Linked DNA regions of Sus scrofa: all the other regions are linked to region 1. Evidence: chromatin contacts called from public Hi-C data. All regions are on one chromosome and are shown on one strand. The core of a region is the stretch at or near the end of the contact, and the rest is flanking DNA. Distances in the headings are between cores, read along the strand shown.

Evidence for each region. Hi-C and Micro-C count contacts between places; a contact is called where the count stands out from the background.
Region 2: a contact with region 1 is called in a Hi-C map of liver, with 7 times the contacts expected there. The contact joins two enhancer-like sites. A contact is called at or near these places in 1 of 5 promoter capture datasets (liver) and 5 of 47 Hi-C or Micro-C datasets (embryonic fibroblasts, liver and skeletal muscle).
Region 3: a Hi-C map of liver shows a contact between it and region 1, with 4 times the contacts expected there. The contact joins the promoter of MAGI1 here to the enhancer-like site in region 1. A contact is called at or near these places in 1 of 5 promoter capture datasets (liver) and 9 of 47 Hi-C or Micro-C datasets (embryonic fibroblasts, epiblast stem cells, fetal skeletal muscle and 4 more).

Annotation. Positions count from the first base shown.
Region 1 is chr13:47,494,805-47,499,247 of Sscrofa11.1, reverse strand. All of the region lies in intron 1 of MAGI1 (membrane-associated guanylate kinase, WW and PDZ domain-containing protein 1), which reads left to right. Among named protein-coding and RNA genes, the nearest start is that of MAGI1, 71 kb to the left of the region's middle. Within about 2 kb of position 1,782, at least 2 of the 83 cell types and tissues checked have an H3K27ac peak or open chromatin away from gene starts, as enhancers often do. A contact at or near this core is called in liver, where this site is marked.
Region 2 is chr13:47,622,395-47,626,837 of Sscrofa11.1, reverse strand. No RefSeq gene overlaps it. Among named protein-coding and RNA genes, the nearest start is that of MAGI1, 56 kb to the right of the region's middle. Within about 2 kb of position 2,472, at least 3 of the 83 cell types and tissues checked have an H3K27ac peak or open chromatin away from gene starts, as enhancers often do. A contact at or near this core is called in liver, where this site is marked.
Region 3 is chr13:47,565,447-47,569,889 of Sscrofa11.1, reverse strand. MAGI1 (membrane-associated guanylate kinase, WW and PDZ domain-containing protein 1) reads left to right here and starts at 1,750. Exons shown (of 22, transcript XM_021070801.1): 1 at 1,750-2,684. The coding sequence starts at 2,372.

The sequences.
Region 1 (4,443 bases), core at 533-3,032:
ACGTTTTCTTTATAGATATTTCCCTTTTTATCTTTGCAACCTAATTTTAATGACTTGTATAAGCTTTTCAACTGTGCAAAAATAAATCTGCCTCTGATGCTGTGTTAATTTGTCACTGTCTGAGTTTGGCTCCAGGATTAGATTTGATGATTTCAAACTTTACAGCCTCCAGAATGTCACCCAGTGATTCCTGGTGTTCACACCCTTGGGCGGTCTTCCTTCCACACTGTTCAGACAGGTCTGTGTGACCACTAGTGCAGTGATGGCAGAAGTGATAGTGTGTCATTATAAAAGTCTGCCTTCTTTCCTGAGCATTCTTTCTCTTTCCTTCTCTCTTGGATTCCCTCACTCTGGGGAAATCCATGTTGCGAGCAGCCCTGTGGAGAAGCTCATGTGGTGGGGAACTGAAGCCCCATGTAAACAGCCATAGGGGTGAGCCTGGAAGAGAATCCTCCAGACCTAGTCATGCTGCGTATAACTGCAGTCCCTCTCATGCTTTGACTATAAGGATGTGACTGATGCTGACCCAGAACCACGCAGCTAAATCTCTTCTTCTTTCCTGACCTCCAGAAATTATGAGATAATAAAGGGTTGTTATTGGAAGCCAATATGCTGGGAGTAGTTTGTCACACAGCAATAGTTAACAAATGCAATCTGATAACATAAAGTTGATCAATTTGTTTACTCTTCCATCTACCCATCTATCCATCCACTTACCAACTATTCATCTACATACCTACCCTCTTTGCCTCCATTTGTCCATGCACCCACTGAGCTACTTCACCATCTGTTTGTTCATTCATCCATCCTCCCACTCACTTACTCTGTCTGTCCGTCTGTCCATCCATCCATCCATCCCAATCTCCATGCTTTTAACAAGTATTTAAGGACTAACCCTATCCTAAGAACTGTGCATGGTCATTAGGAAGCTCAAAGGAATGCTGTAATCTGTGTTCTCCAGGAGCAAACTACCTCTTTTACTCCGTTAACCATAGTTGAATTCTACCTTGCCGCTTTCCTAGGATTAAATTTGACTTTTAAAAGTGAATAAATGTTTAAAGAAAATTCATGTTTTTCTGTATTTTTCCTTTTTTATATCCTTTATGCCAGTTTAGAACAGGGAACAGTAAACATTAACTTAATTCATACTTGCTTTACAGTATAAAAGTGAATTTTAGATGAAATTAATGCCAAATATATTGTATGGCATCAGTATTTTTAAGTGGTATATAATACTCTAATTGGATTCTTGATATTGTTTATAATTTCCTCGATTATATGAGTTGTTTCAAAATTAAAATGTTACTAAAGGATTTGGGGAAGAAAATCTGATTCGAGCCAAATTAACATATAAAAGTAAATACTGATATTGATTGGAGTGCTTTCTCTCTGCCAGGATCCTGTGCTAAGCAATTTATATACATTTCTTCTAGTAATCCTCACAAGGCATTGTAGTTATTAGCCCTCTTTTATGAATAATAACACTAAGATTTATAACAGTTAATTAGCACAAAGTTAAAAAATCAGTAAGAGTTGTAGGTGACTTTTAAACCTAGGTCTCAAGATCTTTGCTACTCTGCTATATATATGTAGATGTATGTGCATTTTTATATAAGCATTTTTGAGTGTATTTTCCCATATGTAAAATTAGAATAATATTAGCATACTTTTGAGAGTTCCTTGATGGCTCAGTGGGTTAAGGATCTGGCACTTGCACCACTGTGGCTTGGGTTGCTGCTGTGGTGCATGTTTGATCCCTGGCCCTGGAGCTTAAACATGCTGTGAGTGCATCCAAAACAAACAAAATGTTGGCATACTTTTATGTTGTTCTGAGGACTGAGTGAATGCATGTATGTATTTAATAAATGTTGACTCTTAATAATTGATTATAGGAGTTCCTGCTCTGGCTTTGCCGTAACGAACCCGACTGGTATCCATGGAGATGTCGGTTCAATCCCTGGCCTTGCTTGGTGGGTTAAGAATCTGATGTTGCTGTGAGCTGTGGTGTAGGTCAAAGAGGTGGCTCAGATCTGGCATTGCTGTGGTTGTGGCATAGGCTGGCAGCTGCAGCTCCAACCCCTAGCCTGGGAACTTCTGTATGCTGTGGGTGTGGCTCAAAAAGAGTACAGAGTTATTTTTCTTTTTTCTCTTTCTTCCTCATTATGTACTGAGACACAGTGTCCTGCTTCATGTTTCCAGAGTTTATCATTTGGCAGGATGTTCTCAGTTGTCCTGTTTGCTCTGTGTAAACAGAGCCCTTAAAGCATGGTTTGGCCAAATTTGTATCAGAATATCATGGTGGCTGCAGTAGTCAGAACTTTAAAGTGGGGGGAGGTGGTGTGAGTTTCTTATCAAATCCTGTGCCACCCAGTGCAGCTTCTTTGTATTTCCTTTATAAAGATGCTGAAGATGGGGGACAGGGGGAAGGAGGAGAGACCATATACCTGATTAGAGGTCTAGTGAAAACTTCCTTTATCTCATTAAAATTTGACTACAGTTAAGAGAGGGGGCTGAGATGAGTCCACTACTGTCTCCTGGAGGAGAACAAGTCCTCTCACCTTTTGTCTTCAGAAAGCTGGGTTTGGTACCCATCTGAAGGGCAGTCTGCTTAGAAACATCGTTCTGAGATCAGGACTTGAATTAATCAGCCCTGGCTTTAATCCAGGCACCATTTTTTTACCTAGTGTTTGACCTCGGTAAGATGCTTAAGTATTTTGGAGCATATTTTCTTATATATAAAGTTACAGTAATATTTCCATACTTTTTTATGGTTCTGAGGGTTGAGTAAATGCACATATGTGGTTAATAAATATTGACTTTTAGTAGTTGAATATAGAGTCTCTCTTCTTGATTTTTTTCCATTTTCCCTGTCTTCATCCTCATCCTCATCATTAGTAGACTGCAGAGGCATCATAATGATTTCTCAGGAGCATGTGCGATTTCGGGCTGAATAGAAAGTTCAAATAAAAATTAGAGAGCAGAATGGATGGTTTCAACCAAGTGAAGGTCAGATGGTGTTGACCGTGCTGAAAGTTACATAGCAGAAGTTAAAAATAATACCTACATAGTTAATTTACAGTTTATACAAAAGAAGAAACATATGCATATGACATCCATGTAGGGCAGTGGACTGTTACTGCATTAGCGAATGTTTAAAATTGCCAGCAAAATTTCATCTTTTGGTGAACATCTTTTTAAAGTGTTTATATTCTCTTCTTCTTTTTTACATTAGTTAACATGTTGAATTTCAGACAGTGGCTTTTACGATAGCCAAGATATGGAAACAACCTAAAATGTCCCTTAACAGATGAATGGATATAGAATATGTAATATATATACACAATGAAATATTACTCAGCTATAAAAAAGAATGAAATAATACCCTTTGCAGAAACTTGGATGAACCTAGAGATCATCATAAATTAGACAAAGATAAATATCATGTGATATCACTTATATGTGGAATCTAAACTATGATACAAAGGAACTTATCTATGAAACAGAAACAGACACAAAAAGAACAGACTTATGGTTGCTTAGGAGGAGGGATGGATTAGGAGTTTGGAATTAGCAGATGCAAACTATTATATATAAAATGGATAAACAACAAAGTCTTCTTGTATAGCACAGGGAACTATATTCAGTATCCTGTAAATAAAACACAATGGAAAAAAATTTTAAAAATACAACAATGGCCTTATATTATAAATCTTTCTTTTAATTTTTTTCCCTCTCCCTCTTTTTTTTCTCTGCCATTAGTGGATAGTGTGTGGTTCTCCTCCCTGCTATCTTATGTCCCTGTCAGTTTCCCAAATGAGACATGGGAACTACTTTGCCATATGATATGGCAGAATTTGGGACCAGCTAGAGGCTGCAGGGATGGAAGGGGTGGGCCTGGAAAAGCTTTGCCTTTAATACCTTCTCTCTCATACCCTACCCTAGAATCATTTCCCAGATGCTTTTTTTTTCATTCCCTGGATAGAATCTTTTTCCATTTGCCCTTGGATTTTCCTTCTGCTCCTTGCTGGGTGTGGCATGATTATTGAGTATGCCCAGAGGTGGGCCTGGGGCATAGCAAGATAAGAAGTTTGCTCCTTGGGGGGGAAATAAATCCAAACCATTCCTTCTCCTCTGCTCACTTGGTACAAGAGGCGAAGAGAGGCTGGAGTAGAGTGTGGAGCTCTCCAAAGCCCAGGGAAGCACATCTGGTAAGACACTGGGAAGGCTTCCTCCTAGCAAGTTGCAGGAAGCCATCTCTGTCTTGTGGAACTGACCATGTGCTTGATTTGGCTTCATGAATCTTTGTGGACAATGATGATATGGCTGCTATGTGCCCTCTGATTGGCCATGGTTTGCTTTCTTTGACTTGTGCAAAAACGTGGGTTTGACTATGTGCAGATTTTCCTTCCTCCCTGGGTAAACGGTCTCAGAGAGTAGAGTCTC
Region 2 (4,443 bases), core at 1,223-3,722, 130 kb before region 1:
TTAATCTACGTATTTATTTATTTTTAAAATTTGTGCAGCGTATGGAAGTTCCTGGGCCAGGGATTGAATCCAAGCCACCTCTTCCACCTACACTGCAGCTATGGCAATGCTGGATCCTTTAACCCACTGCGCTGGCCAGGGATGGAACCCATGCCTCCACAGCAATCCAAGCTGCTGCAGTCAGATTCTTAATCCACTAAGCCACAGCAAGAACTGCAGTTACCTAATTTTAAAAATAGGGTGGGAGTTCCAGCTATGATGCAACAAGATCAGCGATGCCTCTGGAGTGCTGGGACACAGTTCAATCCCTGGTCCGGCACGGTGGGTTAAATATCTGGCATTGCCACTGCTTCAGCATAGGCAGCAAGAGGGACTCAGATCTGATCCCTGGCCTGGGAACTCCATATGCCACAGGGCAGGACAAAAATGAAAATAAATAAATAAATAAAATTTGTTTAAAAATAAATAAGTAAATAAATGAATTATAAAAATAGGGTGGTGGGAATTCCTGTTGGAGCTCAAAGGTAATGAATCCAACTAGAATCCATGAAGATGTGGGTTGGATCCCGGGCCCCACTCAGTGGGTTAAGGATCCAGCTTTGCGGTGAGCTGTGGTGTAGATCACAGATGCAGCTCTGATCTGGCATTGCTGTGGCTGTGGTGTAGACCAGCAGCTACATCTCCGATTTGACCCCTAGCCTGGGAACCTCCATATGTTATGGGTGTGGCTCTAAAAAGACAAAAAAAAAAAGGTGATAATATCCAACTCTCAAGCTAGAGATGAAGATTAAATGAGTGCACATATAAAGAGGACCTAGGTCAGATCTCTGGAGTTTCCTTTGTGGCGCAGTGGAAACAAATCCAACTAGGAACCATGAGGTTGCAGGTTCGATCCCTGGCCTCGTTCAGTGGGTTAAGGATCCAGCATTGCCATGAGCTGTGGTATAGGTCACAGATGCAGCTCAGATCCGGCGTTGCTGTGGCTCTGGCGTAGGCCAGCGGCTACAGCTCCGACTGGACCTCTAGCCTGGGAACCTCCATGTGCCGCAAGTGTGGCCCTAAAAAAATGACAAAAGAAAAAAAATAAAGAATTTTAAAAAAAGAGGACTTAGGTCAGATCTTTAAAATAAATGATCACCAATAAGAGTAAATCTGCCTAGAAATGTGAAGAAGAAAATATCAGCCAAGCAATAGAAATATGACAGGAATACTGATAGGTTACAGAAAAATAAATATAAACGGCTCTCACCCATTTGAAAAGATGTTTGACCTCACTTACAATAAGAAAAATGCAAGTCAAAACTAAATAAGGATATCATTTTTCACCTATTGGGTTGGCAAAAATTCAATTCAAAAATTGTACAACACATGCTCTGTAATAAATAGTGGGATTTGGCACTCTCACACATTGCTGGCAAGAGAGCAAAATGGTACACAACACTTTGGGGAGCTCATCAGCAATCCCTATCAAAATTATGAATGCATTTACTTTTTTACTCGACAATTTCACTCCTGCGAATTCTCTTTCTTTCTTTTTTTAACTGCTGTACTTAAACCAGCATGAAGTAAAGTGACAGATAAACCCCATTATTAATTGCAGAATTGTGTGCATGCATGAGCAAGTGGCTGGAAATACCCAAGTGTCCATCTAAAGAGGAGTGGATGAATAAACCTCGGTGCTTCCACACAATATAACACAGTTGTAAAAAGGAGAAGGCAATTCTCTGTGCCCTGTGGAAATCTCAGGGCAACTATAAAGTGCAAGAGGCAGGATGCAAAACAATACATAGAGTCTCCTAATGTCTATGTAAAGAGAAGGTAAATAAGAATTTACTTATATTTGTTTATATCTGCACAAACATAAACACCAGAAGGCTATGCAAGAAATTAAAAAGAGTGGTTACATTTAGAAGGCTGAAGGTGGAAATTGGGTAGGTGGAATCAGGAGTTAGAATAAGACTTCTTCTGATCTCTTTTTTTTTTTTTTTTTTTTTTTTTTTGTCTTTTTGCTATTTCTTGGGCCGCTTCCATGGCATATGGAGGTTCCCAGGCTAGGGGTCGAATCGGAGCTGCAGCCACCGCCTACGCCAGAGCCACAGCAACGCGGGATCCGAGCCGCGTCTGCAACCTACACCACAGCTCACGGCAATGCCGGATCGTTAACCCACTGAGCAAGGGCAGGGACCGAACCTGCAACCTCATGGTTCCTAGTCGGATTCGTTAACCACTGCGCCACGATGGGAACTCCTTGATCTCATTTTTATTTTTTTTGAGCTATGTGAACATATGACCAACTCTGTGCAATCAAAATAAAGAAAATAATTAACATCTTCTAAAACAAATAAGGATTTCTCAAGTCAGAACCCATATTTGAATTCTCTGTCATTTTGAATACCTCTATGTCCCTGTTCTAGGTTGTATACTGCCCTTTAACCTGGGTGGCCAGGCATTGTTTACTCTCGGTCAGGAAGTTCAAGGCATACTTTTTACTGAACCAACGAACAAATGAACCAGCTTGCTGCTTTCAGTTGCAAAGAGAATGATCATTAGCTGACTGGGTCAAAAATGTTCAAAGAACCAAGCCAAGGCATGCAAACAATGACATTTTCATTTTTAAAATGGAAAGTAGAAACTAGACCACTGAAGGAAGAACTTAATGACCTGAAAGGGGAAAAAGAAAACTACATCTATATTCCTTCTCTGAACTCCATGGAAGACTTTAATCCACCTTCCTTTCTGGGATTTACATTTGAAACTGAACCCGAATGCAAAGTGGTGCAGGCTCCACAGGCTGGGAAAGAGGCATTTATCTACAAGGTCATGTTAAACCTGGGGAGGGACTTGTTAGGTCAAAGAGAAGAACTCTCAACTCTTTCCTCATCACCAATCCCCTAGGAAGAATAGGGGTGGAGGAAGATCACCCCAGACGGAAGACCGATAAAATAACTTCTATGCCAAGAAGCCAATAAAAATTTGTTCATCCATGCTTTTCCTTCCTGAATCCACAATAATTTATACAAAAATGCCATCTCCTTACTGCAGGGTGCCTGATTTATAGATTGGGCATCTGTTTCATATCAAGGGCCCCTGAATGGAACAACACTCTATGTTCTAACAAAACAGAGAACTCATTTCATAAATCACTTTCGACCTATCAGATATCTCACACTGAATTTCTTTTAAATCCAGGCACATTTTTCTTTCCCTCAGAGCTTGCCCTGCATGTTGCTGTCAAGTACCAGAAACACACATGTACTTGAAGTTTTTAAAAGATTCCAGAAAAGCAATAGCAAACCTAGTTATCAGTCTGTTTCTTTTGTTTTATCCTATAAGAAGAAGCTTTTTCTTTTTTAAAAGAAGAACCCTTTATAAATGTTTTCAAAAGGAACCATTTTTAAAAATCCATGTCCTCAGAGAGCCTCCAAGTCCATAAATTTGCAAACAAATGGAATTTACTTTGTCACTTTCTGTTCCTTTGCCCAGAGCAGACATTACTAATGGATCACCTCCTTCCCTCTGAGCTTGCTTCAAGTCCTATTGTCTTTCTCAGCCCAAAGTTGAAGACAGCCTCTATGAGGGAGCATCAATTAACATGCAGCATAGAAGAGTCCAATCCGATCACTTTTAAGATAATAGAACCACACGACAGAAGAGGAAAGAGGCTTTGCTACAGTCACACAGTGAATGACTGATGCACATGATACATATTTCTAAGTACTGAAACTCACTGTTGTCCTTCATCCACACTGACACATGACCTTTAGAAGGTCAGGTTGGTGTCTGGGAGGTGAGGCAAATGGGAGGAGTGGTTTTGTTTTTCTTTCTTTTTTTCTTTTTAGGGCTGCACCTCAGGCATGTGGAAGATCCTGGGCTATAGGTGGAAGCTAGGTTCCCAGAGCTGCAACTGCCGGCCTATACCACAGCCATAGCAACAACGGAGCAGAGCCGAATGTGCAACCTACACCAAAGCTTGAAGCAATGCTGGATCCTTAACCCACTGAATGAGGCCAGAAATGGAACCCACATTCTCATGGATACTAGTTGGATTCTTAACCTGCCGAGCCACACTGGGAACTCTTGGTTCTGTTTTTCAACAGAGCTTTCTTCAAAAGAAATCCTTACACACCAAACCCATCCCAATTAGCCATGTTTTTCAAATAAAGAATTTACTAATCATTCCAATATAAATGATTCAGAAGCTCTCAGCAGCCTGCTGCTCTAAATACTATTTTGTATCAGTGATAACCTTCTTTTCCCATCAAATATGCTTCCTCCTCAAGGAAGAAGAGATAATTGTTATGAAATAGGAAATTATTTTTCATTTGGGCTAACACAAAGGACACTGTAATGAGCTTGGATACACAGACAGTACCCTCCATCAAAGTTACACAATGACATGGTAAAGCGCAGTGGCTCTTCTATCAATTTATTACAGAGTTTATT
Region 3 (4,443 bases), core at 501-3,000, 71 kb before region 1:
GTTCAAATAGATTGCTTCCAAGAAAAGAGGCTGAAGATGAAATTTTCTTCACCAAGAAGAGCCATGGAAAATTGGTCACTTCCTTCTTTTACAAATACTACAAAGCAACGGGATTTTTCATTTCTGGATATCCCAAGAGAGAAGCATCAACATTCCTCTCTTATTTTTATTAGCTGAGAATAGCACCCTACAATCAGAGCTTTAAAGTGTTTCCATGTATGCCTGTATATTTTAAGTTTCGTAAAGGCGAGGAGGGATTATTGGTATCATCTAATTTGAAATCCCAAATGATTCCTAATTTTCTTTCCAAATACTATACTACTACTACACCAAATTTTTATCGTATGCAAGCTCTTCTCCCTCATAATACACCCAAGAACCTAGTGAGGTATTGCTATATGTACTTAATAAGGGAGAAACTAAGGCACTGAGGGGTCCCCGTGCTTGATCAAGGTCACAGAGACTGGACTGGTGGGGATCTAAACCCCAGAGAAAGGCTCTCAACCGTGACCGCTGTGGCACTCCCTCCTTTCTGAGTCCCTTACACTCCCCTTCCTTATTTAGCACTTGCAATCTTTCCTGGGACCAAAGATGAATAAACAAGTTATAAATCACAGAAGAAAAGAAAATGCTTGGGAGACTATCGCTCAGGCCGATTGGGGAGTATTTAGGGAGGGCAGCCTTGATGGTGCAGGCTATTCTTTCAGTCCGCAGCCCTGAAGCACATTCCCAAACCTGGCAGGAACTGAAGCTGGCTCACCCCCACGCCCCCGGGCGGCGCCGAAGGCAGCCCCAAGCCCGGGGCTGAGAATTCCAATAGGTGTCTGCCGCGCCCCCGCTCCCGCGGGCTCCAGGACGCGGGTGCAGATCCCAGATCTGGGGGTGATTCTTATCTCCTAGCCCCGGGCGGGTCCGAAGGCTGCCCAGCTCAGTCGGGAATTTGATCCTGGGACCAATGCCTGGCTCCAGAAATCTCTGCCCACAAGGGAGTTAAAAAGTTAGACCTCTTTTCACTTGAAGACCCGAATCCCCTCTTGCCTTTGGCTTCTTTCCCTGGTCTAGTTTTCCCACGTCCAAAAAAGTTGGTCTCAAAGTTTGAGTGCGTGTGTGTGGTGTGTGTGTGTGTGTGAGCGTGTGACGCTCATAGGGATCCCAGTTGGGGAATCCAAGAGTCCCCTTCCCCAGGGTCGCAGAGACAGGGGCAAGTCTAGTTCCACGACCCAAACCCAAGGGCGCAGTGCAGGCGGGGAGAAGGGGGGGGGCCGACGCACGCCTTTGGGTTTGGTTCAGGGTTTTAGATTGAAATGTGGCGGGGGTCGGGGTGGGGGTTGCAAGGCAGGCGCCCGGGGCTGGGTGACCAACAGCGTGGCCAGCCACTGGCTGAAGGCGGTGGTGAGGCTTAGGCCGTCGTGAGCGCGTGCTTGTGTGCGTGAGTGTGAGCGCGAGTGGTGAGCCTACCCAACCCCCACCTGTTTTAAATGATTTTAAAATGCCAAAACCAAACTGGCCTATGTTTTCAAAAGTTTCAAACAGTTGGAGTAATACACGTGCGCTTCCCCCAAACTCCCGAAAGAAATTGCTGAGCCCAGGGAACTGAAAGAAAAGGAGGAATCAGAGGTGTGTGGTAAGGAGGGTAAATTGCTTGCTCCTGGCGGATCGGTTTTAGGACCCAACGGGAAGCACTTTGGAATCTCTCCCTTCGGGAAGGCGGGGTGGGGCGGGCCGGCTGGCTGGAGGCCGCGGTGCGCATGCGCGCGCGTCTCCTTTCGCCGGCCGCTGCGCTCGGCGGCGCGGAATAGAATGAACTGTAACAAAACAAGCAGAGCCTTTGTATCTGCTTAAAGGGGCCGCTGGCACTTCCCCCCTGTCCCCCAACCCCCGCTTCGCTACCGCGTCTCCTGGGCTCCCAGCAACTGGCTGGAAGGGCTTCCCTCACGCTCAGGAACAACCCGCCAACGAGAAAAGGCGAGCCAGGCGGGCGGCAAAGAGGAGACACCGCATTTCTAAGAGGCGAGAAAGAAAGGAAGGAAGGAAAAAAAATAACCCAAGCGGCGCAGAGTGGACTCTGGTCCGGGAGAGCACGGTCAGGCGCCGGAACGTGGACGGAGAAGCACCGGAATGCAAACAAAGCTCGCGGGCGCCTGTGCAGGGCTCGCGGGGAAGCCCAGAAAGTTTGTTTTATGATGGCTTGAGTGCGCGAGTGTGTGCGGCGAGCGAGGCTGCCAAGTTTCTCTCTCCCGTTGCGTTTTTTGGGGGGAGATGTCTCTCCCATGAACCAGCGAGGGCCTGGGGGGGGGGCTTGTGCTGCGGAGGGACACCTGTCTCTCACTTATTATTTTTTTTGTGGGGGGGAAGAGGGGTGTAACTCATCATGTCAAAAGTGATCCAGAAGAAGAATCACTGGACTAGCAAGGTTCACGAATGCACCGTGAAGCGGGGACCCCAGGGCGAGCTGGGGGTGACCGTGCTGGGGGGCGCGGAGAATGGAGAGTTTCCTTATGTCGGAGCGGTGGCGGCGGCCGAGGCGTCGGGGCTTCCTGGCGGCGGCGAGGGCCCGCGGCTGGGCGAGGGGGAGCTGCTTCTGGAGGTCCAGGGGATCCGGGTGTCCGGCTTGCCCCGCTATGACGTACTGGGAGTCATCGACAGCTTCAAGGAGGCGGTCACCTTCAAAGCCGTCAGACAAGGTAAGACGGGACGCGCCTCCGGAAGGCGCCCCCAGAAAAGGGGAGCGGCCTGTGGAGACTCCCTCCCCCCATCCCCAATTTCCCGCTTTTCTCCGGCAAACCCGGCTTAGAGGGGAAGTTGAGGCCAAGCGCCTTGAGTTGGTGAAATACACAAAGTTGTTGAGAGATTGTAGGTTGTTTGCCCACCTGAGTAGGGAAGAGGGGCTTAGGTTTGCGCGGGGAAGCGCGGAGATTTTTTTCGCAGGTCGGGTTTGCCAACCTGTTATCTCAGCCACCAAGTGCGGCGCAGCTTCTCCCGCATCTGGAGGAGAGTTGGGGAACTGAAGCCGGGGCTAGGGGACGTTCTTCTGGCTCCCTGGGGGGTCGTTACCGCTGGCGCAGCTGCTGCGTTCTTTGGCCGCTTGTCTGTTTCCACCTGGAGAATGGGTACGAAGGAGGGAAGGGTCTTTGCTTATTGGACGTCCCCCATCAGAAAATAACCTTCACCCCGCAGCAGCCCAGGTGGGTTGAGGCATCACTGCCTAGGTCCCAAAGCCCGCTGCCGGAAGATCCTGCATTCACTCCACAGCTGGATGACGCATGTGTCTCCTCCGTGCTGCCGGGCCGCAGGCTTGTGGGTGGCGGTGGGGGAAGAGAGTGGAGGGGGTATTTCAGCGCCAGTCAAGCCCAAGTTTATACTGCCACCAACATCATCCCTGTGATGATGTTGATAGTTGCTCTTTCGTTCCAGTCTCTTTGTACAGTGCTTTCCTTGCACTGCCTTATTCTGATTCACAACAATTCTGAGAGCGAGTTGTTCTCATAAACCCCATATTATAAGGAAGCTGGGGCTGGAGTTGGTTCAGTTACTTGCCCAAGGTCACAAAGGAGTGAGGGTTTGAGCCCTTGCTGCAGAGCTTTAAGCCCTGATGAGGAAGAGGTTGGGGGATGACCCAGGGAATGTGTTTGAGAGGAGGGAGGAGGAGCAAATTCATCTCTCTCGGAAGCCTGGAGAGGAGTGATGACCTTTCTGATGGCTGCTGGTGGTGGGAGTCCCTTACGACTTAGCTTGGTGCAGGCTAGGGACTGTCTGATATAATCCGGTGCAGAAGGACTGGATTCCCTTAAAGGGGTCCCTTTTACCGATGATGCAGCTTCTCCCCCATGAAAGCACCAGAGTGAGCCTTGGTGAAAAGTTCCCATATGTGCCTGTAGGCCTGGAAGGGCAAGCAGCAGCTGGAGGAATGTGTCAGAGGAAAGGAGGGCTGGGCTGAGCTGATCCTATCTTGGAAGCAGGCCTGTTCCAGGTGAAATGGAGCAAGGGAACTAAGAGAAGAGTTGGTAGCTTTGGGAGCTGAGTGACTGAGCGGTCTGGAAAGCTCTTTCTATTTATGTCCTCATCTTCTACTTGGACACCTCCAAGAAGCCCTCCAGCATCCTGCCAGGACGAATAAATCCTTCTTCCTCTGAACTCCCCTAAAGGTGTATCTTGTGGTTTTTTACTTACTCTGAATTATGAGTTAGGGCCCTCCCCTTATTTCCGTACACTGTGGTAAGCTCTTTGAAGGGAGAGACTGTACTTCCTTCATTCTACATCTCCCCAGCTTTGCCTGAGGTCCAACACCTTACCTCACCTGAGAACGTGTAAACTGTTCTCATCTGTAAACTGAGAACGTGTAAACTGTTCTCATCTGTAAACTGGCTTTCTTGTATTAGGTAAACTACTAAGTGCAAAACAGTGCCTGGCACACAGCAAGTGATCAATAAAGATGGGCTATTA